Linked DNA regions of Gossypium arboreum: region 2 is linked to region 1. Evidence: chromatin contacts called from public Hi-C data. All regions are on one chromosome and are shown on one strand. The core of a region is the stretch at or near the end of the contact, and the rest is flanking DNA. Distances in the headings are between cores, read along the strand shown. Region 1 holds the start of LOC108486345 (protein RRC1-like). Region 2 holds the start of LOC108486249 (tubulin alpha-3 chain).

Evidence for each region. A called contact is a pair of places that touch in the nucleus more often than the background predicts.
Region 2: a Hi-C map of leaf shows a contact between it and region 1, with 2.7 times the contacts expected there. The contact joins the promoter of LOC108486249 here to the promoter of LOC108486345 in region 1. A contact is called at or near these places in 2 of 5 Hi-C or Micro-C datasets (both in leaf).

Annotation. Positions count from the first base shown.
Region 1 is chr6:87,594,636-87,600,667 of ASM2569848v2, reverse strand. LOC108486345 (protein RRC1-like) reads right to left here and starts at 2,888. Exons shown (of 18, transcript XM_053029539.1): 1 at 2,806-2,888; 2 at 2,592-2,612; 3 at 2,349-2,423; 4 at 2,087-2,222; 5 at 1,856-1,901; 6 at 494-551; 7 at 228-380; 8 at 1-6. The coding sequence starts at 2,423.
Region 2 is chr6:88,114,980-88,121,011 of ASM2569848v2, reverse strand. LOC108486249 (tubulin alpha-3 chain) reads right to left here and starts at 2,459. Exons shown (of 6, transcript XM_053029556.1): 1 at 2,319-2,459; 2 at 2,046-2,177; 3 at 1,658-1,872; 4 at 1,372-1,571; 5 at 411-919; 6 at 1-30. The coding sequence starts at 2,158.

The DNA.
Region 1 (6,032 bases), core at 1,639-4,138:
AGATGGCTGAGATAGGAACAACCAAGAGATAAGATTCATCTATAGTTATGGCAAAGAAGCAAAAACAGATACAGTGCCATACAAGATAGAGATGCTAATAGAAGAAAAATGAAGGACACTAACACATAAACCCTTATACATTAAATTGCAAGATACAAAGTGAGAAAACGGAAAGATACATGAAATATTGTACCCTACTATTGAATACAATGTTGAATCCCACTTACAGCTGAACTATCACTATGACGCCCATCACGCCATTGTTCACGTTCCAGATTTCTCCTTTCCCTCATCTCTTGTTCATGCTTCAGCTCCTCCATAAAATGGTCAATATTTCGAGACTTTCCCTTCTCTTTCTCCTTCATCCTCTCCTCCTCCTTCTACAAAAGGCATTGAAAAGTTTAAACCAAATGTGCATATCACAAAGTGGCCAACTCGGTTGACAATAAAATAAATGAAAAAGGTGTTCCACTATTTCATTAATAAAAGTCACCTTCTCAGATTCCTTTTCCTTGGCTGCCAAAGGAGGTGGTATGAAAGATGGAACATACCTGCAGAAATAACATGAAAGATAAACTTCCATTTTTCAGAGAAATTCATTTTCAAAGTTCCACCCATTCTTTACCAAAGCCTCTTTACTTTTCCTCGCCAATAAACTTTAAAGGAGAATTTCTTGTGGAACCATTATTTGATTTTCTTGACCTTGAAGCATACTGAACTAGTTCTTAGGTTTCATCAGTGGACTTTGTTTTAGCCAAATTTTTGTTTTTTGAGTGTAAGAATGCTGGAACATCCTCCTCCAAAGAACCAAATTAAAGGTAGTTCAACAACATTAGGTAGCAGATGTATGAAAATTAGTATTATCCAAGTTATATCTAAAATAAGCATCATTCTGAAACTACGACCAAAAAAAAAAAAGAACAGTTCAAAATGTTATTAAAATAATATGCTTGAAGAATGACAGGATGGCAGACCAGGACGCTGGGGAAAGAGGGGGGCTGACTAAAATTCAATGTAACTTGAGATAATGTTATGCAACTCTAACCAGCTTAAAAACACCATAAGTAAAGAAAATCATTCATGAAACTAACCCCAACTAGTTTGGGATAAAATCTAATGGAGATGAAGGCTTCGTGATCTGAAGTCAAGAATACAATGTCCATTTACTTTCCATCCAACACAATGATAAATTTGACTGTAAATTTTATCTGAAGTTTTATATTTCACAACTATCCAAGCCAAAAATGTTCAAACACAATAGCAGGATGGACCAACTAGATGCGAAGGTATAACATGGTGTGACGTCAAACGAAAAAGATTTAACGGCCAAAATTGCATTATAACCATTCATTTGAATTGATCTTTACAAATAAAAAGTAATGATTTCTTTTTCTATCTCTAATTACTCCATTGAAGTCAGTTGACTGGTAGTGGAACTTTTCATATTTCTTTTACACCATGGTAGATGTTATCAACAGCAAAGTATCATTAACTTCGGAGTAGTTTTCTTTCATAAAGCAGATTAGGACTTATAAATAAGCCATAAAAGGTAAAACTTCCACAATGGAGTGGCAATTAAGAATTGAAATTCAGAAAACTATAAACAACAAGTATTTCTTTTCGAAACTAGAAAAGCCCCCTCCCCCCACTAATTGAATCCTTTTAAAGTAAATGGTACGCAAGTTGGAACACCGCTATATGAAATTCTTTTTCACGATATTATAGAAGAAGCCCTTAAAAATACAAGGCTAGAATGAAAACAGCACTATTGTCACCACACAGCTTTTCCATCCATGATGCCTCACCAAAGAGCATTAACAATGCAGCGCGGTTAATCAAAAGCAATTATTATTACCTACTTCCCTTCTTTGGAACAGACATCCCATCTTTGGACTTTTCACCTGCCATCCGCGAATGAATAAAAAAGGCCCATATTTTTATTAATGTGTCCTCGTGATACAATAGAAAAATTATTCTACTAATCCATAGTGCAAAACAAAAACATCGACACCTAAAAAACTAAGACAAAATTATTAAAAAAATTGCTGCTTGAAACACAAAAGTTGAGTCTCGGGATCAAACTAACCTTCAGAATCGGATTTCAACCTCTCGTTGGGATTGATTGTTCCACCTCGAACAAATGCCTTCGATCCAGGGGTATTATCTCCTTGAAACGATGCCACAAACTCCTCGTATAATCGAGCAGTTTCGTCCTCTGCCCTCTAATAAAACCAAAAAGAAAAGCCAGAAATTGAAGTCAATTATTTGGCTCCAGAAGCTGCAAATTCTAGCAAGAACCAAAATTAATTAATTTTTTTGAGCTCTGTAACTAAGAGAGGCAATTGTACCTTCTTCTTGGCTTCTTCCTCTTCTCTGTGCTTCTGGAAAGGCGTTTTCTTACGCGTGATTGAAAATGGACTCATCTTCAAATTATTTAATCAGGCATACAAAACCCTAATCATTCAACCTCAAAAATAATTATCTTAAATCCCCCCCCCCCCAAATTGATCGAATCCTTAACATAGAGTAAACCCAAACAAATTACACCACCTCCAAGCGTGGAGTATAGAGAAGAGGGCGTGAAACCATACCTGAGCCAGATCCAAGGTTTTCTGCGATAGAAGGGATGGATTGTTAGGTTCGGGCCAAAAAGAAACGTAGCCAAAATAGGGGGAAACAGATAGAATATAGAACCCTTTAGTATAGTGATTTATTTACTTCATTAAAGAAAAGAAAGAAAGAAATTGTCTCTTCTATTATTTAGCCCCCTGAATTAATAAAAAGGTGACCAAGTAATTTACTCACCACAAGAGCAACTAATGACAATTACCTTGCACCGCTGAATTGTGAGCGTTATATTTTTCAACAAGATATTAACAATTTATCACGGTTAATTATACTCAAATTCAATATTTTATCATTCTTTAAGTATCTTTGCACATTATTTAAGTTTTAAGTTTTATTTTTATATTTTTATATAATAGTATAAAAGAATAATAATTTAGTTCTAGGAGAGTATATAAAATGTTAAATTAATTAGGTAAAATTACATATGATGCTTGTGTTTCTTATTAATTTTATTAATATCCGTATTGTCTAATACTTTTGGACCAACTTATTATATACAATAATTTGATTTTAGGTTTTGTTACTTGTTTAGAGATTTTCGTCTCAAGTATTATTAATTATAAAAATAATTAATATTTTTTAGAATTTAAAATTATATAATTAGGCTAAATGAGGCATATATGTCAAAAATAATTGGCAAAATAGGCTTTTTTTTATTAAATTAAGGAAATAGGTCAATTTTAGAGAGAGTACATGAAAACTTGTCTAGCTGGAAGCATTTTCTGCAAAGTTGCAGGAAAGTGAGCCTAGTTAGATGCGTTTTCCTCTGAGTTGGCAAGAAAGCGCGCCCAACTGGACGCGCTTTCCTCCAATGGTAAATTCCCAACAGTCAAATTACAAATTCGACCAATGGTAAAATTATAATTTGCCCAATGGTAACTTTTTTCCTTATATAAGTCTAAGTCATTTTCCACTCTTTTCACTCAAATCTAATTGGTAACTTTTTTTCTTATATGAGCCTAAGTCATTTTCCACTCTTTTCACTCAAATCTAATTCTCTTCATTCTCTCTATTCTCTCAATATTAATTTCAAATTTTCTAATAAATATTTATAAAAATAATCTAATTTTAGTTTACTATTTCATAATTAAATTTTCACGAATGGCAAGTTCTCTTATTCGTTTCGACGATTAACATAGTTTCGCTGTGAGATTAGCAATGGTAAGGATTTTTTTTTATTAAATTAATTTTAAAGTTTTAATTTTTTAAATTTTTTAAATTATTTTGTTGATATATATAGGCGACTGATTGGGTTTTGGAGAGGTTCATACACAATTTATCAAAGAGCGCACTTAATGCAATTCGTCTTCATTTGCAAGGCGCATGATTCTTACATGTGTCTCGTGTACTCAGAGGTTATAAATTGGACCCCATACTTATCAACGCGTTGGTGGAAAGATAAAGACCCAAGACACATATTTCATCTTTCGTGCAGTGAGTGTACGATCACACTAGAGGACGTACAATTGGGTTTACCGGTGGATAGGGGAGTTCTTATGGGGCCAGTGATCGTTCCTGGTAAGGGGGACATTTACAACGCATTTTTAGGGAAGGTACCGTACAAGTTTTAAGGTGGTCGAATAAAGATTAAATAGTTGGAAGATAATTTCGATGAACTTTATGAATACATGACAACCCTCGAAAAAAATAATATGCTTGAGCATTCAACCTAAGGTTAATTAATGGCATTCTGATGCTCGACAAATCTCGATATTTGGTACACATAAGGTGGCTACTACATCTAGTCAACTTCAAATAATGCGGTCAACTCAATTAGGGATAAGTCGTGTTGGCCACATTGTACTGGGAGTTCTGTCAGGCAACAAAAGCTGATAAGATGTCAATCGGTGGTTTCTTGCTCCTGTTGCAATCATAGGCATGGTGGCGACTACATTTTTACGGACGCCGTTTATACATTCTCACTAGTGACAAGATAAAATTTATTTGATAATAATTTAGTTACCATAGTAAATGTTGTTTATTTATTATATGTTTGAATTAACATATTGTTTGAGTAGGTGAAACTTTGGGCTTAGTTATGTTGGACTACCAAAGCAGCTTAAAGATATTCGGCTACTGTTAGATCAACACTCAGAAGCCGAGATTAGTTATTGAAGTTTTCAAACATATAATAATTACATAATGATTTGGAATTTAATATTTTGTAGATAACAAAATTTATAATTGTGTACGACAATTTGAATGGATGTCATACACTGACCCGAAAATCGTACAATTGATCTTGCCAGAAAATTTGACCAATCAGAGTATGTGGGACACGAAGGTGTCATTGGTAGTTTACATGACGATGGAGATGCACGAATCTGATTGAGTGATGCAACAGTTCGGGTGGAATCAAAATATTCTTCCACCACCATAGGACATTGAAGCACTATACAAGCTTGATTTGTAGGGGAAAACCGACGAAAATTGGCAGGAATTCCACAAGGAATATATCAACATTTGGGATCGTAGGAACGATTTCATACCTATGCGCGAAACTTTTTCGCACCAAAAATGGCGACCTCTATGGAATACATGCCATCGTTTAAACACCATGGGAAGCCATATCTATAGTTGGTGGAGGCAAGGAGTAGGCAAATTTTTCCTAAGAGGCCACGACGATCGCCCCAGAATCCTAGGTCCAAAGTATGTAGCACGACGGGTTCGTCATCGACTCTAATTATGATAATCAGGTTCTCAATTTAAAATGAATTAAATATTTAAAATAAAACAATCTTCAAATGGTTATTTAAAGAAATGAGAATGAAACTTGCAATGCAACTTTTCAAAAAATTAAATTTGTTGGTGTATCAATAGTGAATACTTTGGTAGTTTAATAGTAAAAAAGAACAAGGAGGGAGGGATATGTTAAAAATGCGTCTTTTAATACGGTTTTCATCGAATAATAATTTATGCTCGAGGCATGCTTGAAAACTTACCCAAGATACCCAGGCGTAGCGCATCTTTGCAGGCTTTGGACAAATAGACGAGAGAAAATACGTCCAACTGAACGTATTTTCTGTTGACATGTCAAGGAAAGCACGCCCAGCTGGACTCATTTTCTGCTAACATGTTAGGTAAAGCGCGTCCAACTGGATGCGTTTTCCCTAACATTTCAATAGAAAATGTGTCCAACTGGGTGCACTTTCTCTCCGCCATTTGTCCAAAGCCTGTGAAGATGCCATGCACCTGGGAAAATCGAGTAAGTTTACAAGCACCACTGAAGTTATTATTCGATGAAAACACATCTCAGATGACGCGTTTTTAATGCTCATTATTTTTTTTACTTTAGGCTCACCTCCCAGCCTATAAGAGGCGGCTCTCCCCCTACTCCATCTTCTCTCTCAGCCACCACCCCTCCCCTTTACAAAATTACTCGCTCTCAATTTTCTTCCCACTTC
Region 2 (6,032 bases), core at 1,210-3,709, 520 kb before region 1:
TTAATACCGCATTTGAAACCAGTTGGGCACCTGCAGAACCCATCAAGATTTCAGACAAAAAGGTATATTTACATCAGACATGGCTACCTTCAACACGATTTGCTTCAGTACATAAGCAATATATATGATTACTTATTTCCTTAGCAATCCAGAACCTCCTAAAGAAGTAAATATAAGTATCTCAGTATATTGCCGGTGTAGCATTACATGCATAGGAGATTTGAGTAAATCAAACTTTAAGAACAAAATTCTGATGCCAAGATACCGTTACTAAATTATTTAAGTATTCAAAGACGATAAGGAAACAAGGACCAGAACAACTTGACTTTCAACAGAATTGATTTTGAATGTAATAAATAAAACCAATTTTTGTAACCATTGAACTACTGAAGCAGAGCTTTCCATCTTACCAGTCAACAAACTGCACAGTCCTCTTTGTTTTAATAGTAGCAACAGCAGCATTAACATCCTTGGGCACAACATCTCCTCGATACATCAGGCAGCATGCCATGTACTTCCCATGCCTAGGATCGCACTTCGCCATCATGCTTGAGGGCTCGAACACAGCGTTTGTGATCTCAGGAACTGATAACTGTTCATGGTATGCTTTCTCAGCTGAGATAACAGGCGCATAAGAAGAGAGCATGAAATGGATTCGAGGATAAGGCACAAGATTGGTTTGGAACTCTGTAATGTCCACATTAATGGCTCCATCAAACCTTAAAGAAGTTGTCAAGGACGATATGATTTGAGAAATCAACCGGTTCAAATTGGTGTAAGTTGGTCTCTCGATATCGAGGGATCTCCGGCATATGTCATAAATTGCTTCATTGTCCAAGAGCACAGCCACATCTGTGTGTTCAAGAAGCGAATGAGTGGACAGAACGCTATTGTAAGGCTCCACAACTGCAGTTGAGACCTGCAAATTTAACAAGAAAAAACCCAAAGAACAGTCCAACACAATTGAGTTTATCAACTTTCATTCAAGTCCCAAACCTTTGATTTCATCAAAGTGTATCATTGAACTTCTATAACTAACATATTAGGTCACTTATTCTAATTCCATTAAATAATTTTACTGCAAAAGCTGTCTTAGCATGCACATATGACTTGCTTTCCACGCATAACCAACTTTGGAATTTCATGCTCGGTAAGGTATGCACGATTAACCAACTTTTCCATTATGGACTTAGCATAAGTGACCTAATTTATTAATAATAGAAGTTTAATGGTTAAATTTGATAAAATTAAAGGCTTGTGATCTACATGGACCATAATGTAAATTAACCCCACATAAAAGTTTCAAAGGCTAAATGGCAAACCGAAAATGGTGATTTCCATGAGTTAGCAGCAACCAAAACAGCTAAGTACCTGAGGCGAAGGATAGATGGTGAACCCAAGCTTTGACTTCTTTCCATAATCTACCGACAAGCGCTCCAACAACAAAGATCCCAAACCAGAACCAGTTCCACCGCCGACAGCGTTAAACACCATAAAACCTTGCAGACCAGTGCAGTTATCAGCTAACTTCCTAACTCGATCAAGGCAGAGATCAACAATTTCCTTTCCAACTGCAAAACAAAAGCGGAATCAGAGTAAGGAAACAAACAAACAACACCAAAATGGAAGCGAAGTGCAGAGAAAGGATGTTTGTTACTTGTATAGTGGCCTCTGGCAAAGTTATTAGCAGCATCTTCCTTGCCAGAAATAAGCTGCTCAGGGTGGAAAAGTTGACGATAAGGGCCAGTCCGCACTTCATCGATAACAGTGGGCTCCAGATCAACAAAGACAGCTCTCGGTACATGCTTTCCTGAACCCGTTTCGCTGAAGAAAGTGTTGAAAGCATCGTGTGCTACACCGACTGAGGTGTCACTGCATTCACCGTTAAGCTTCTTCAGCAAAACACATTAGCAATGCCATTACAAGAAAAGAACAAAAGGAGGAAAAAAAACAGAGAAACCGTTATCTCATGACTAGATCCAAACTTTTTGTTAAAAGAGAAATAAGTTTGGAATTTTGATCCCAAAAACAAAATAAAATAAAACCTGGGCATGGTTCCATCAGGATGAATTTCATGTTCAAGACAGTAAAGCTCCCAGCATGAATTCCCGACTTGAATCCCAGCTTGACCAATGTGGACGCTAATAATCTCTCTCATCTCTTCTTTTTCTTTCTGCCTAAGGTCAAAATAAGTAAAGATCTGGAATTTAGAAGACTCGATACAAAAGGATCTGAGTTAAATCTGATCAGATCTAAATAAATTTGTTAGGGAAAATGGAATGGAACTATGAATGCAAAGGATAATGAGTGAACTGAACTAGACTGAAGGCTGAGAAGATACAAATATACTAAATATCTGCTTTCATTTCCCCTATTTAAGGTCGGCAGCTAATGCAAAGTTTCGAAATTTATTCTCTAAAAAATATTGTATACACCAATCACATTTTACTAATTTCATTAATTATATGATATAATTTTTTCATAAATAGTTAACATTAGAGGTGCGTATGAGTTGGGCCAGGCCGGGTTTAGGTTCGGGTTAGGCTAAGCTAAAAATTTAGTCTCGTTTGCTAGGCCCGGGCCTGGCCTGGCCCAAAAAATAGGCCTAAAATTTTGTTCAAGCCCGACCCGAATAAAAATGTTAAAACCCGAGTTATACTCGGCCCGCCCATGTTAATTTTTATATTATTTTTATATAATTTTAAAATATATATAAACTATTAAAAATACTAAAAACATCAAGATAAATATTTCTCAACATATTGAAAATAAATTTTAAAAATATTTATACTTAAATAACACTAAAATAGATGCAACTTAATGCTTCTAAAATAATAACAAAATTAACAAATGTGTTTAAAATAATAAAAAATTAACAATAAAATAAATTTTATACAATATCCAAACAATAACAACAAAATAGTAGCAACATAATAGTAAAATAGTAGCAAATAGGGAGAAAACAATAAGGAAATAATATTAAAAAAATAGATTTTTTGTCATGTAGTGAATTCGGGTCGGGTCGGGCCAGGCTCGGGCCAAAAATGCCTTACCCGAGGCCTGACCTGTTTTTTAAACAGGCCTAATATTTTTGCCCAAGCTTATTTTTCGGACCTATATTTTTGCCCAAACTCTCTCAAATTTCGAGCGGGCTTTTGAGCCAGGCCGGGTGGCCTGGCCCATACACACCTCTAGTTCACATGACATTTCTTTTATAATTGAAGTGGGAATGCACTAAATTAAATTGGTTTAACACTAATGTATCATTTTTTATGGTATGGGGAGTAATAACTTATTTTTTTATAGGGAGTAATAATTTATTTTGCCCTCCACTTTATAAAATAGGTTATTTTAGTTTTATATTTAATCTTTTATTTTTTTATTCTTTTAATTTGTATTTTTTTTACCAAATCATTCCAGAACTAATGGAAAAGTTACTGTTATTAATTTTACCGACGTAGTATACACGTGAATTGTCTCATGGATGACATGTTGTCTCGAAATAATTCAATTGATGTGCAAGTATACACAAGTAATAAAGAAGTAAGTAACAGTTGTCGTCTTCATACGGACTGTTTATACAAATAAAAAATTGCAAAATTAATCCTTATTGGTTGGTGATGAGATCAATTAAAGTGTGATGAATTTCCTAATTATACTAGATTAACCTAAGTATGATTAAAATTTAAATTAAACGTATGATTAAAATTTAAATTGAACACAAAAAATTAAAAATGTAAGTTTTTAAGAGTAAACACAATAGCAAGCACGTGTTCGAATAATTGTCTTTCCCAACTTATAATTATTAACACTACTAAGAGATGTTATGGAGATTTCGTGGCATATTGATAATTTACTAAACTTGATTTTACGAGTGCTTAGCTTCTCTCAAAGACCTAAGCTTAACCTTTTAGTCAACATATTTCTATGTCTAGTCCGACCTTAAGATTACCTTTCCAACCATCGTCTAAGGAATCACATTTATTAAAATATTAAGTTTTTCTAGCATATGTCCATGTCAATTAACTTAGCATTTTAATAAGTAAGTGACCGCCTATAAACGTGTTACTGTTTATAGTAAAAATAACACACTAAAAATTTATAAAATTAGAATAGCGTTGTCCACAAGCATACGAGTCAAATTGTAATATAGTAAAGTTTACAACGAAACACTAGTAAGTATTCCGAGAATCGTACCCAATGGATTGCAGATTTGATAAATTAATATTAAATTAATTATAGAAAATAATTACTAATCTAGTTGAGTCACAAATTAGTAGTGTTAATCCAAATTGAGATTTTAATTAAACTATTTAAATTAAATAACCTAAACTAACCTAATGGAATTTCATATTCCTAGTGTCAACAATGCGAGCCTCTAGCCTATGATCAATTAAATCATTAATTAATAAACAAAAGATTAATTAATCTCAGAATTCATGTTCTAATATGAATTAGCTATTAATTAACTAGTATTGCCTCCCTACCTCTACTAATTAATTAATCAACGGATACTCGCTTATCTCCTGACCTCACTTTCTCCATAAGGATAAACCATGATTTACTCAAATTGGTTTATCTCCTGATATTGTCTCCCCTATGATAACTTCCTAGGGTTGTCAAACTTAGGGTTTAGGAAAGTGTAATCTATACCAACTACTCTTATTATGAACCCTTATTCTTTTGTTAATTAATTGAATTAATTAATTAAGTGGTTCAATAAACGAATCATGCAAGATATGAATAAAGCACAAGATTTATTCTAATATTCATACAAACATTAGTTGATCAAGTTAACGAAATATAAATAAAAGAATAAAATAGAAGAGTAGAGAGAATGCTCATGAATATATATTGAAGCGCGGATCCAAAGCAATCTTCGCTCGCAATTGTCTTCACATTAGAATAGAAAAGTTTCAGCTACACGAATATGAAAAGAAAATAAAACAAAATAGTAAAACTATCTACCTAAGTCTGCTTACCATTCTGGTGACATTAAGGCGTTTATATATAAGCTACAAGTTGCTTGGTGACCACTTAACCTATAACATTGGGATTCTAATAAATAAAATATTCTGATAAAGCTATGGTCTAAATAAGAAAATTTCACAAAAGTGTTGTCCAAGGAAATCAACTTCATTTTGGTCAGCCACGTTGCCACACCAAGGAAGAACTCATCAGGACATTGCCTCGTTGGGACGTGGAAGCCTTCATCATTGGGACGTCACGCGCTACTTCCTGTTGGGATGTTTCTTGGTGTCATGTAGTGCCACGAGATACTTGTGTCGCACCATGACGTTCGTTCCTTGCAATCTTAGGCTTGAAATGACTTCTGCACACTTAATAAACCTATTAAACTTCCCAAGGCCCGAGTCAGACTTACGAGTCATCGAAATGGAAAAAAAATGCGTAAAAATACTTATTTTATTAATATTTTTATTCCTAACATACTAATATCGAAAGTACAATAATTAATTATAAAATAATAAGAAAACAAGCTCGTTAAGTGTAGAAATGACTTAAAATAACTACTACAAGTGACATCAGGTCACTTACCCCCACACTTAAGTCTTTACTTGTCTTTAAGCAAATTAAACAAAATAAAAACTAACACTAAAACTGAAAAAAAAAAGAAAATGAACATGTAATAAAATGTAATTGAGCTAGCTTGGTACATGAGATTGGATCGAAGCATCGACACTAGAGATATTAGCCTAAATATATAACTCTAGCTAGAAAATTAAACAATTCAAAGTTATTTATACCTAAATAGATTAGTTCAGTAAATTACAAAGTAAAAAATTAAAGAAAATTAAATATAGATCTCCATCAAAATGTATATATGAATATAATATTTATTTTTGTAAGGTAAAATCAATTCAAATATTTTTTCCTACTCGGTTTATTTTTGTCCATGCTTTGAACTCTAATGCAATAATATTTTCTCGATAATCCTTTATGATTTTTTTTAATTGTGTCAATGTGATTAAGATTTTTCTCAGGCACTTTGTTAGGATTTTGACCCGATTAAG